3 separate regions of the Mus musculus genome follow, and all the other regions are linked to region 2. The links are chromatin contacts, called in public HiChIP or PLAC-seq and promoter capture Hi-C maps. All regions are on one chromosome and are shown on one strand. Each heading gives the region's core, a stretch centred on a gene start, on an enhancer-like site or on the middle of the called end of the contact. The rest is flanking DNA. Distances are from core to core; before and after follow the strand shown.

Region 1 (4,178 bases), core at 1,017-3,516, 670 kb before region 2:
AATACCTGCAGAGATAGACAGGCAGGCAGGCAGCCTCTCCCTGTGCCTTCTCCCTACCTTTTCTCCTGCAAACCATGTGAATTTCCCCAGGAACAATGAGAATTGTTTCAGCTGTGCAGGTAGCTGTTCCAAGTACTGAGGCTTCAGGTTTTCCTAGGAAAGAAAAGCAATAGCTATTGTTGGGTCAACACATGGCTCAATGGGGGTGAATAGAGTTTGATTCCCAGGTCCCACATTAATGTAGAAGTCTTTGGACTTCTACACACACTGGCCCCTTCCCCCAATAGCTATAGTCAGGGCCTGGACCAGTGATGGACACACTCTAGGCAGCTTCTTTCTGCCTTTAATTGGAGAAGGCAGGATGGAGAGCTGGGGCTTTGGAAAGGAGGAGGAGCTAACACCAGACTTACAGGACAAACCACACCAAAAAATAGAGTCTGTTTCTAATCCTTCCAGTTTGGGTTGATAGAAAGATGGCAACCATAGAAGCGAGCAGAATAATCCTTAGCACTTTGGCCTGAAACCCAACAAAGGTGATTCCAGATGAGGAAACTTACGTGGTTAGAATTGTAGCAGAGGCGAACCAGCTGCATGCGGAAGTCCATGATCTGGTTCTCCATGATGTCTACTCGTATCTTTTCTTCTTCAGTGTCACCACCTGCAGCCAGATGGCAACAAATCACCCTCAGGATTGCCAACCTCCAGGTGAGCCAACTGCCTCCTCCCTCCTATCCCCTTCAGCCCACTCACACATGTTGTGCTTGCGTGCGATGTATCTCAGGATGGCGTTACTCTGGGTGATCTTGTTCTTCCCGTCCATGAGGTAGGGCAGCTAGAAGGGGAAAGTTAATGTGAACCTAGTCCTCCAGGACCGCCACTCCTCTGGAAAAGAGAAGACTTGCAAGGTGTGTGAGAGTAGAAGCCAGGAGAAATAACTAAATAAATAGAAAGTAGCACTGGGTCCTCACCTGACTCTAGACAAGGGTGCTTAATCCTGTGTGTCACTGTGAATGTATGTGTGGCATATAGACGTTTAAAAAGCAAAATGTAAATATTTTATACCTTAAAGTATGTAAAAGTAGGGTGATTATGGATACATTTAAAAAAAAAATAGGTGTTTTAACAACCAGGACACATGAGGATACATTTAGGATACCATGAAAATACCTGGAATCTATCAGTGATAAAGTCACAGACCTGGCTATCAACTCATGTCTCTTATAGCCTGCCTTTAAGAGGAGAATATTAGTGTTTCTCAGACGTTAGTAGGAAATAAAATGTTATTCTCAGTTCTGTTCAATGACCCTTGAATTCTATCCATTCTATAAACGTGAAGAGTCTCTATCTAGATGCTCCCAAGCCAGAGATGAAGTGAAAACAGATACACTTGAAGGCCTTCCCTTCTGCCCACTCCTCCAAAACCACCTACGTTAGGAAAGTCCAGATCTAGCTTGAATTTCACGTCCAGCCATTGGCTTCTATCATAGTCAGGAGCTGTAAGAGAGAAGTGGGACCCAAGCCCGTTACCGACCTAGCTGAGACTTAGACCTGTTATCTCAAGTTCCCAATCCCCAAAAACTAACCCTTGAGTTTCTGCAAAGATGGGCCTGAACAGCAAGAGATAACTCTATGGGCCTCTCTTGGCAAAGTTCCCAGCTTACAGGAGCAGGGGGTCCCACACCATCTTGGTGTGGTACAACCCTCTGGGTAAAAAACAACTGTAGCGCACCCACAGACATTCATTACCTTCCCCACAGATGTACCGTTTCTCCTCATAGCTGGTATCAGTAAACTCCAGAAGCATGCGGATAGCATGAGCCAGCTAAAAGCAGGGGATGGAGAAAGACCCCGGTCAGCGCGCCTGCGCAGTGCCCACTTGCTCGCAGGCCCCCTCCGTCAATGTCCCCAACCCAACGCTGCCAAGCTCCTGCGTCCTGTCCAGGGAAATTGTCCTTAGGCAGCCCCTTCGCTCACGCCCGGGAACTTCCAGTACCTTATTCCTCTACCCACAGTCCTGGGGACCCCATAGGTAGGCTGGAGATCGGCCCACCGGCCCCTGACCCCCGCCCGGCCGCCTGCACCTCTCTGTCCCAGAGGCTGGGCTGGCGAGGGACCACTCACCCCGCGGATATCCCAGTAACCCAGAACCATAGACTTGGATGACATTTTGGGCGATCTTAGCCCCTTCGGGGATACAGCGATGGACTGTGGGCGGCTAACTTTATACTGGACGCTGTGGGCCGGGCTGACGCGACCGAACTGTCTCCTCCTCTCTCGCTCTATGCTCCACCCGCCCTCCGCGTGGTCAGTGGGCGGTGCGCAGGCGCAGCTGCTGCGGCTCCTGAAATCCTCCGGTGTGAACTTCTCCCAGGGCTGTTGATGCTTCATCTACTCTTCTGGCAGTGGGGGCCTGGACCTTAGTTACCCGGGAAGCGTGAGTCATGTTGCACAGTTGAGCTGGCACATAAAACTACGAGGTAGGAAACGATTCAGGTATAAGGTACTTTGGGGATAGAAACATTTTCTATGTAAGATACAAATGGCTCTGTGAAGACTGAGGGAGGCTGGGGACACTAAACAGGTCCACTGTGAAAAAGGATAGGTCATGCACATTGGAAATGCCTCAAAGGACACTCCAGGAAAGAGGAGGGTAGAGCAAACACCGAAAGGTGACAAATAGCTATGCAAGATAAACAGCAGGTGCTGTCGAGTTAGGCTGGTTTATGGGAGGAGTCAAAACATTAAGCATTTGGGGCAGGTTGCAAAGGGTATGGACAGCCAGACAGACAGAGGGTGTGAGTGTTTTCTCTCTGCTCTGTGGGGAGTGTATAGGATCTAGATCATAATGTTCACTAGCAGTATAATGCAAGACAGACATATGATTGTTTTTAAATGGTTTGCTTCTAGTTTTTTTTTTTTTAAGGAGGCAATGAATCCATAGTATACTTACGTAGCCCAATATATACTGTTTCAGAATGTAGTATGAAAATTATTGAGATGTCTTCTATTTTTTTGTTTTAGTACCTTACATTTAAAACACAACTCCACTAAGGGTAACCTCATCTTTTAAAAAAGATTTATTTATTCATTTTATATATGTGAGTATACTGTCGCTCTCTCTCTTCAGTCACACCAGAAGAGGGCATTGGATCCCACTATAGACTGTTGTGAGCCACCTTGTGGTTGCTGGGAATTGAACTCAGGACCTCTGGAAGAGCAGTTGGTGCTCTTAACTGCTGAGTCATCTCTCCAGCCCCAGGTAACCTCATTCTGATGCTCAGGATCCACAAGTTAGTCGGAAAATGATAAGCATATTGTGGAGTAAAACAGCACAAAAGGGGAAAGGCCCCTTGCGGGTGGGACCATCCCTGGGCTGGGTGTCTTGGGTTCTATAAGAGGGCAGGCTGAGCAAGCCAGGGGAAGCAAGCCAGTAAGGAACAGCCCTTCATGGCCTCTTCATCAGCTCCTGCTTCCTGACCTGCTTGAGTTCCAGTCCTGACTTCTTTCAGTGATGAACAGCAATGTGGAAATGTAAGCTGAATAAACCCTTTCCTCCCCAACTGCTTCTTGGTCATGATGTTTGTGCAGGAATAGAAATCCTGACTAAGACACCAGGCCTCCCGGAGCCCCAAGTCTGGGTGTGGGAAATTATGTCTCCCCGTTAGTTTAACTGACTCAAACTTCAGACTTTGTAAAAGGACATTTTTCTAAAATAAAGAAGAAATGGTACAGAGACATGTGACTGTATAATGCCTGGGTTGATTCCTCCCAAGAAAACAAAAGCCAGCAACAAATTAACTTGAGCCACGAGTCTAAAACTTCTAGAGTAGTCTAAGTATTCTACTTGTTTCATGATATATCCCAATTCAGGCTAAATAACTTTGTGATTAGGTGTTCTGCCCAGTTTATAGAACAAGGAATTGAAGCTTGGAGAAGATTGATGGACCACTCAAGTTCCCTGGATGGTCCAGGATGCAGACTGAGGATGGCCTAAAACATTAGTTTTGCTGGCTCCCTGTGCTTGGCTAACTTTAGAGCCTCTTACCTTGCCACAGTCTTTTCTATGAAGGTAGGTGAACACTGGGGTAGAGCACATTTTTTTTCCTAATCCTATAGATTTCCCCTGGTTTTCAGCTTTAAGATGGGCCAAGGCCAATGGGATAGTGGCTCCTTCCATT
Region 2 (4,156 bases), core at 1,591-4,090:
GGTCCCCATCCTCCACCCTCTGCACCCCACCCCCCTCTGTGAATCACCAGGATGTAGCAGGCTCTGCAGGGCCGCTTTTGAAGCTAAATCCCTCGGACTCCTCCCCATCTCTGGTTCATTTTGAGTGACTTGCTTTCATCACTCTCTAGGTAGCCAGGACCTAGAGATACCCCCATCCTCCCAGGACAAAAGGGCCAGACCCAGAAGGCCAGAGGCCAGAACAGAGGCTGTGTGGGGACCCCAGAAGGCCAGAGGCCAGAGCAGAGGCTGTGTGGGGACCAACGCTTCCAGATCTCCTGCCAGAGCCTCCTCTGTCTGCCGTTCATCTTCAAACTCCCCTCAGTGTGGCTCTTAGCATTCTGAGTAAGGTCCAGGGAAACTCGAGTTAGCTACTATCTATCCAGTTGTTACCTGGTGATGAAAGGGCTTCTTGAAGTCCATGTCCAGGGGTGAGACTGGACCATGGAGGAGCAAGAGGCTCCTAAGGCTGAGGAGAAAGACCAGAGAGGGAAGAAAGGCTGCAGGGTTGGACGCGGACTCAGAGCTGACCCTGCCGAGTGGACCCAAATCATTGACCCAAGGTCAGCTCAGACCAGCCAAAGGGCCAACATCGAGGCTTTGTGTGCAGTTTATTAAAAAGCAAAAAAAAAAAAAAAAAAATCATACCTAGCCATGTAGGTAGAGAGAAGCACATGCTGGCCTAGGGTACACTAATGGTGTCTTCTGGGATGTTTTCCCTGACCAGGGCTGGGCACTGAAAGCAAAGAACTGACCTGGTACGAAAAGCTCCTTTCCATTCCAGATGAGGACAATATGATGTCCAAGCACGGAGTATCACTCAGCGCTGAGAAGACATAAGGCACAGATATGCTTCATAGCACGAGGGGCCCTTGAATCATTAGACAGTGGGAGCTAGTCATAAAAGGTTACATTGGTACAACTCCACTTATGTGAAAACTCCACAACAGGCGAACCCACAGGGGCAGGAAGCAAGTCATAGTTGGTTAGGATTGGGGTGGAGTGAAGGCAGAAAAATGGCGAGGCACTGTAAAGGGACTCAGGCTTCTTTAAGGGTGACAAGAACGTTCTAAAATTAAATTGTGGAGATGGCCGTACAATCTGTCAGCATCGGCAACATTGCTGAAGTGTATGGTTTGTGAGGGCAAATGGTGTGCTATATGGATTACACCACAATGCAGCTATTTTGAAAGTGTTAAAATACACAAAGTTGAAAAGAGGAAGGTTAGCAAAAGTGTCTTCCCCCTCCCCCGACTTCAGGATCCTGAAGGAAGGACTGGGTGCGGTGCGGCAAGAAGACCCTCAGAGTCTCCTGTGGGGAATGGGTGCGCTGGGTGCTGCGAAGTGGCTTGACTTCCCTTCAAACAGGAGGGCGAGGAGAATGGATACCTTATTAACTAAAGCTACATATAGCGTCACGTGACCCAAACCGCATATAGTCAGCCCTCCGGACCCTGGGGCTCTTCATGGGAATTCCACCAACTGTGGATCAAAATATTAAAAAGTGCATCTGCATTGAACATGCGTTGAGCTTGTTCTTATTATTCTCTGAACACCACACATATGGCCGTGGGGCACGGCACTGTGTTCAGTTTTATAAGTAACCTCGGAAGAGTTAAAGCGTGTGAGACGATGAGCACAGGTCCGTGTGATCCCACGATGCTTTCTATAAGGGACCTGAACATCCTCAGATTTTGCTATCCACTGAGGGGTCCTGTGAATTCCAGGGTTGTTGTTGTCTCTTCTCTTGCATACTTGGGATATTCAATTTTCAACCTCGGGCAACAACTCCTTGAATGGAAGTTCTGATTATACATGGGATTAGTAGCACCCAAGTGGCCAGGATGGGGTGCCAGTCTGTTGTGACTGTGGTGTCTTTAAATGAACTCGAGGATTGTTTTTCCCTTCCCTGGAGGGCACTGCCCTGCCCACCTTGGCAGGAGCAGAGAATCTAATATAGAGTTAATGGACACCTAGTCCTGCCTGTATCTCTGAGCTGGTTGTACCCCTGTTAGGATCTTGTCATGCATGGTGAGCACTAGGCAGGAGCGAGGCTGTGATATATGAAGCACACCCTCACTGTCTGCTCCCCAGCTGGGGCTGTTTAGCTCCAGAAGCCCACAGCCACTAGACCACGGAGGCAACGAATTTCAGATGGGTAAGCATGAGCTCCCCCATATGACTTTACCTTCAACATCTGTAAAGAAAGCACCATATGTTCCCACTCCATGTGGCTAGCACTGCTTCAACCTCCCCTAGCTCTCCTGCCTAGCTGAGAATAGCAAAGCGCTTGGGTCTTGGGAAGATCATGTGGCCCATGTCACACAGGGCATGAGACTCAATATCCATTTCCCTTAAAGTCCTCGCTCTCTCCCTCCCCCCTCGCTTTCTCTGTGTGTCTCAGTCACCCTCCCTTCCCCCCCACCACTCTCTCTTTCTCATCTCATCTTATCAGGTACCCTTGGACATCCTGGAACTCATTATGTAGTCCAGATGGGTCTCAAACTTACAGCAATCCTCCTGCCTCTGCCTCTCAAATGCTGGGATTACAAGTGTGACTACTATAGCTGGCTGCCTAGGCAGGGAGATGCATTGAAGGATAAGGAGCTGTGAGCATGCTTCAGGAGCCTCTGAAATTCTGTCACAAAAGCAAAGTCCAAAGGTTAAATAAACAGACATACCTGCAGCTGTCATTTCCTTTGCTCACAGTGCAAGCTGCTGTAGTCTGCATGTCTGATTCCTGACAAGGGGCAGGCTGTCCAGAGCTTAGCATCACAGCCAGCACCAGCTGCTTCCTAGCTTGGGACTTTGGTCGGTTTACTGAACTTTCTGTGTTTCAAGTTCCCCCTTTATTAATGGCACCAGCATCATCACCATCATCATCATCTGCTTCTTGGGGTGGCAGTGAAGATTAAGTGTTAGCGAATGGGAAGTGCTCAGGATATCATCTGCCCTGTGGAAGTGTCACGGGGGTGGTCAGCTACTCATCTTTCATCCTTATGAAGGCATCACAAAGAGTCAGCTTTCAGCTCCTTGGCCCAGCCTCTGGGGGCTTTTGTGCCACACCCCTTACCAAACTTCAGAGCTTGGACGCCTCTCCTTAGTTGGGAAAACCAAACATCTGGGAAGAAAAGCTTTCTGGATGCCTTTCAAAGGCCCCAAATAGTAACTTAACAGCAAGAAACCCCTGTGTGTTCAGTCAATGTTCATTCCTTGCCAAGTTCAAGTTCACACACAGGTTCCTAGAGGCGGAGCCTGATAACAGCTGTGATTAGAAAGAAAAACACACTAACCGTATCTCCCTGAGACCCTGTTAAACTGAGAGGCATCGATCGTGAGTGAGGTACAGTGTTTGCTCTGTCTGGGATCTTAGCACAGAGCTGTCTGCACAGTGGACTCTGGTCTGCCCTGGCTTTCCCCAGACTCTGGGCAGAATAACTGTATCAGGAGCATACATTCCCTGGCATAGGCCTCCCTGGCAGCTTCCAGCTATGTCAAGGGGCACAGGGTGGATTCTGGGGTTACCAGCAGGATTCATTTGCATTTTTCTGGCCCCTCGCCAGCTCTCTAGCTATGACTCCCACATGAGACTTCTGTACCTTTTACCTTCTTAGAAGCCCCACCTCAGCCTGTCAGTCAACCCAACCATTGGAGGAAACTAATTCAACAAATAACGAAAAATTAACACTGCTTTGCAAAGAGAGGTAGCTCCCATTAGCTAACCCTCCAGTCTATGTAGAGTGTGGACTTCATATTGAACAAGTATCATCATGGCTGCCAGCCTAGCTTGTCTTGTCTACCTGGACTGGGCAAGCGGGACAAGATTTTGATTCCCATGTTAAAAAACAAAAACAAAAACAAAACCAAAAAAAAAAACAAAAAAACAAAACCCAAAACACAACCACAGCAGCTGGGTGTGACGATGAATGCCTATGGCCTCAGTGGTGGGGATGCAGAGGCAGGCTGACCCTTGGGGCTAGCTAGCTGGCCAGTCAGCCAAGCTGAATCAGCAAGCTCCAGGTAAGAGTGAGAAATCCTGCTTTGTAAACAAAGCGGAGGCCTGGCGGGACAGGTCAATGAGTAGAGGCGTGTGAATGCATGTCTGATAGCTTGAGTTTACACCTTGGATCCCACAGGA
Region 3 (4,382 bases), core at 138-2,637, 680 kb after region 2:
AGGATTACGAGTGTAATGTTTAACTATTTTATGGGTCAAAGCATTCAAGAACCCTTTTAAAGAGTGTTTGCATAGCAAACAAGAGGCCTTAAGTTCAATTTCCAGAACCAAAAAAGAAAGCTTTAAGATGACTTAAAAATATATAAGAAAACTTCACACAACAGTAAGGATATTTAACAAATTTTTTTGCATCTCTTACCCATCTCCTCTGCTTACTTTGAAGCTCCATGAGTCAGAAATCCAGTTACATTTTTTATTTTCATAAGCATTTAAAAGCCACTGGTAATAAAAAGAACCTTTTTAATGTTGTCTCTTCTAAGTGGTAATAACTAAAGAATAACAAAAGTGTAAACTCTGGATGTTCCAAGTGAATGAACAGGTGGCCCCAGGTTTTTTTCAGAGGCGAATAGAAATATCAGGCCACAAACAAAGCATAACAAGGACTATTTTCCTAAATTCTAATATGGCCTCTTGACAAATGTAACATTTTCCAATGGCTAATCTCAAAGCATCTAGTTTCACTGCCAATAAATTAAAATTTGATAACGCAGCCCCGATAGATTAAAAAAATGTTGCATTCGGTATGTAAATTAAAATTGGGAAAGCTGGAAAACTTATTCCTGTCTCAGTGCTTTACAAAGGAAAGCAGCTGTTAGGATTCCCAGGACTTGTGATTTCCTTTCAACTAGGGACCACTCCCTTTGAAACACAATCATGGGGTGGAGACAGAGCTCTGTGTAAACACAAGGTCACCACTGGTCTCAGTTTTGAACTTCCTCAGCCCCAACCAAGTAGAAATAAGGGCACAGGGATGACAAAGGGTATTAGGGCAAAGGTTTCCTTAGTTGATTCAACAAAAGCAACCCCTTGCACACACACTCCTAAGTCTTGTAGTACAAGAGTTTCACTGTCCCTGGCACCAGAAAAATATAAGGGACACCATGCTTGGCACGACGCATCGCTTGGGATGAAGTGGTGGTAGAGGTACTAAAGAAGAGAAAAAGTAGGACGCGGAGACCTCAGCCTAGTTGTCATCTCCCGTGATTCGTGGGTTCCCGGAGCTGGCTCGCGACTCTAGTCGTGGGTGTCACGAAGTTCACGGAACCAGGTGAAGCTACCGAGGTTCGCGTGGCTCGCGCGCCCGTGGGACCAAGGGGGCTCGCGTTGTGCCCTCGCTCTTGGCTTGCGAACCACACTTCGACACAGCACCCAAGTAGAAAACCTGCCGAGCGCCAGGCCAGGCACTTTTCCCCCTCCCACTCACCTTCTTTCCTGTCCCCGACCAGCCAGCTCCAGCCTCAAAGTGCAGAACAGGCCCACTGTAGGAGCCTGGGCGGAGCCCCGGGGCGCGCTCCCGAGTAGCTCGGAGGCGCGCCTCAACCTTTTCTGAGTCCCCCCTCTTTACGGCAATCGTGAAAGTGTCGTGAACGTGCTGCCGCCTATCAGTCACTCAGTCGCCTGGAGTCGGAGTTGCTATTTCTAGGCTTGTGCTTGTTGGGTTCGGGGTAAGGCTGCGGGGGCCCGGCCTAGGGAAGGGGCGGGGATGTTGCGGACGTGGCGGGGCGGTTTTGTCCCGGGAGGAGCGGAGCGAGGGCCGGAGGCTCTGGGCTAGACAGAACTGGGTAGCTGCGGACGGACTAGCTGAAGGGGAACGCCGTCCTTGCTGGCGCTGGGTGGCCTCGCGCGCGGGGTTGTGGGCACGGCGAGGGGCGACGGCCAGTCCCGAAGGCTCCGGAGTCGGAGGTGGAGGGGCGCCTGCGCGGTATGCGAGCCGTGGTCGTGGGAGGGAGCACCCCAGGCTAACCCCCGGTGAGCCGAGGGCTGGGGCGCTGGCTTCGCGGAACCGACCTTGTCTGGCGGGTCCACACCCTCCTGGCCCGGTGTTGCCAAGTCCAAGAACCGTGCAGCATCCTGTGCGGTCTTTGCTGTCCTTTTGGGAGGCGGTTAGTGATGTTTCCTGGCTCGGGCCACGCTTCTTGTTGGGCAACTTTTCTAGAAATTTCAACCCATATTGACAGGCTCAGAGATTGCCAGCTAGAGTTTTATTTCAGTCGCGTTCTTAGAAGGAGATTGCTGGGGTTTTTGCCTGTGTTCCCAGGAATGCTTGGCTGAACCTCAAGCTTTACATTTTACCGAGTTTGAGTTTTCCAGTTTGATGCTTGGCATTTTGATACCAGTTTTTACCAATGTTGTATCATTGCTGTTGAATATATGGCATTGCTAAAACTCTAACTCACCAGGCAACGTCTATTGCAGCAGGAGGCAAATTCATAGTCAGTTTTCAACGAGTATAGGAACTTTGTAAGTTGTTAGAATATTTCCTTTCTACTTTACAACTGTCAGGAATGTGTTCAGAATGTGTGTTGAATTGACTGGCTCAAACACAAGGAAACTGTATAAGACATTTGGAGCATTACCAATTTAAAACTATTGGCATTCGATGAGATTTGAAGCTTCAAAATCATTTTGCTACATATTTAGCCTATGCTGAGAATAACTGAAGTCCCTGTACAGCTGGTCATAAAGACACAACCCTTCCTTTTAAGAAACGAAGTAGGTAAATCTGACTCTCACATTACCAATTACATTTTATTGCATAGCACTTTCTTTTCTAAACTACATTTTGCTTTCTTCTTCTTCTTCTTCTTCTTCTTCTTCTTCTTCTTCTTCTTCTTCTTCTTTTCTTCTTTTCTTCTTTTTTTTATGGTTGGTTGGGTTTTTTTTCTAGACAAAGTTTCACTATGTATCCTTGGCTGTTCTGGTACTTGCTGTGTAGACCAGATCCGCACCAACTCAGGGATCCCCCTGCTTCTCTCTACCTTCTTAGTGCTGGAATCACAGGTGTGCACCACCACCCAGCTATATTTTGCTCTTTAAACTGGCTAGAAATGCTGGTGGTGCTCATTTTGAGGGCCATGCAGTGCTGTTTTTAAGAGAATATAAAAAAGAATACAGCTCTAGGCTTTTGGTCCCTCCTCCTCTGAAGTTATTTCCCCCTTTAAGGAACACACAATTTCACTTCAGCAAAACACCAGATCTAAGCAGTACTGTCTGCTTCTGAGTACAGAAAAGCCCCCCTGCCCCCAGACAAACATGTTTTATGTATCATTTGTTAAATAATGCTGAACTTATTCCTATGATCCTATTAATTTATTTATTTTTCTTTCTCTTGTTTTTCTTTCTCTTTTCTTCTATGGTCCCTTCCCTAATAGTCTCAGCCATTAGTATTTTACTTTAAGTAATGGCAGAGGTCAGAAAGCTGTATACCACTGAATCCCACTGAAATGCTTGTAAACATACTGTTGAATCAGTGCTGATAAAAACCTGGAACCCTTGTACATGGGTGGGGATCATGGGGGTGGGGCAGAAGGGAAGTTCTAGAATTTCACACAAGTTGGATATTGTGTAAGTTTACTTTATGGTCTGCTCAGCAGTTGAGTTTTCTGTTTCTGTTTTTGTTTTAAATGTGATACTTATCAGATGCCCCCTCCCACCCCGTCCATGACAGGACTAAAGTGGGTCAGACACTGTTACCCTGTGTTTTTCATGGGAGACTTGAAAACTTACAAATTGATGGATTTTAGTAAATTTATTCATTAACCATTGTTTCTTTGTCAAGCATATATCCATGCCTAATGGAAAAATGCTTTTGTCAGAAAATGACCCCTCTATGCCTCCAAAAAGTTATTTATACGATAACTTGGTTGAGGACGAGACTCATTCACCCCCACTCACACACCCTTTTGCATTTCCTGAGAACGTAGACTGCTATATCTTTCTAGGTCTAGAACAACCAAGTGCTCATTAAATACTAGAAGAATCATACTCAATAAATACTGATTTTCTTTTTCATGTCAACGGTGGTATGAGACTGTGGGGAAAAGAATGTTAACAAGACAGGAATGGGCCTACGGTCATGGAACTTAAGGAGCACTGTTGAGGGTAAAGACAAAATAAAGCCCTACAAACAAAACCTTCAAAGTCAGATAAGCGTTACAGGAAAGTAGAGCACTAGGGTCAGGTTGTAGCAGGAGGGAGGGTGTTTACTGAGTACAAGTGGAAAGGCTACCACAGCGGTCAATATTGTAAACTGAATTTCCACAGGCAGCCAATTTTTTTTTCAGTTTAAAATTACTTTCATAATTATGAAAGCCTGTTCTCAGTTAACAGGCTGTACTCTAGAATTGTAGGCTTTGTTACAAGCTCATTGGGAATTTTCCATTCAATCTAAGTAAAACTCGATGCTTAACCTCAGCCTGTGAACCCCTGCGTTCAGTGATGCTTCTCACTTCCTTTTCCTATCTGATGTACTTTTGTTCTACCTTTGTGATTTCCTAGGTACCCGAATAAGGCACACTTTACTGTCCCATTCTCTGCTTCTT

What was found. Promoter capture Hi-C pulls out the DNA fragments that hold promoters and counts their contacts. HiChIP or PLAC-seq counts read pairs in DNA pulled down with a chosen protein or histone mark.
Region 1: a contact with region 2 is called in a FOXA1 HiChIP or PLAC-seq map of pancreatic cancer cells. The contact joins the promoter of Gstm5 here to the promoter of A630076J17Rik in region 2. A contact is called at or near these places in 2 of 39 promoter capture datasets (embryonic stem cells and hippocampal neurons), 1 of 115 datasets of contacts at active chromatin or transcription factors (pancreatic cancer cells) and 1 of 9 other capture datasets (embryonic stem cells).
Region 3: a promoter capture Hi-C map of erythroid cells shows a contact between it and region 2, with 7 times the contacts expected there. The contact joins the promoter of Dram2 here to the promoter of A630076J17Rik in region 2. A contact is called at or near these places in 2 of 39 promoter capture datasets (erythroid cells and liver).

The regions. Positions count from the first base shown.
Region 1 is chr3:107,893,942-107,898,119 of GRCm38.p6, reverse strand. Gstm5 (glutathione S-transferase, mu 5) reads right to left here and starts at 2,266. Exons shown (of 8, transcript NM_010360.2): 1 at 2,122-2,266; 2 at 1,747-1,822; 3 at 1,430-1,494; 4 at 751-832; 5 at 558-658; 6 at 58-153. The coding sequence starts at 2,166. 4933431E20Rik (RIKEN cDNA 4933431E20 gene) reads left to right here and starts at 1,907. Exons shown (of 3, transcript NR_015459.1): 1 at 1,907-2,477; 2 at 3,892-4,069.
Region 2 is chr3:107,229,298-107,233,453 of GRCm38.p6, reverse strand. A630076J17Rik (RIKEN cDNA A630076J17 gene) reads right to left here and starts at 2,840. Exons shown (of 3, transcript NM_001256174.1): 1 at 2,700-2,840; 2 at 774-844. The coding sequence starts at 2,712. It overlaps Prok1 (prokineticin 1), which reads left to right. Exons shown (of 3, transcript NM_001357885.1): 3 at 1-1,538.
Region 3 is chr3:106,544,803-106,549,184 of GRCm38.p6, reverse strand. It overlaps Dram2 (DNA-damage regulated autophagy modulator 2), which reads right to left and starts at 1,387. Exons shown (of 9, transcript NM_026013.3): 1 at 1,265-1,387. Cept1 (choline/ethanolaminephosphotransferase 1) reads left to right here and starts at 1,383. Exons shown (of 9, transcript NM_133869.4): 1 at 1,383-1,505.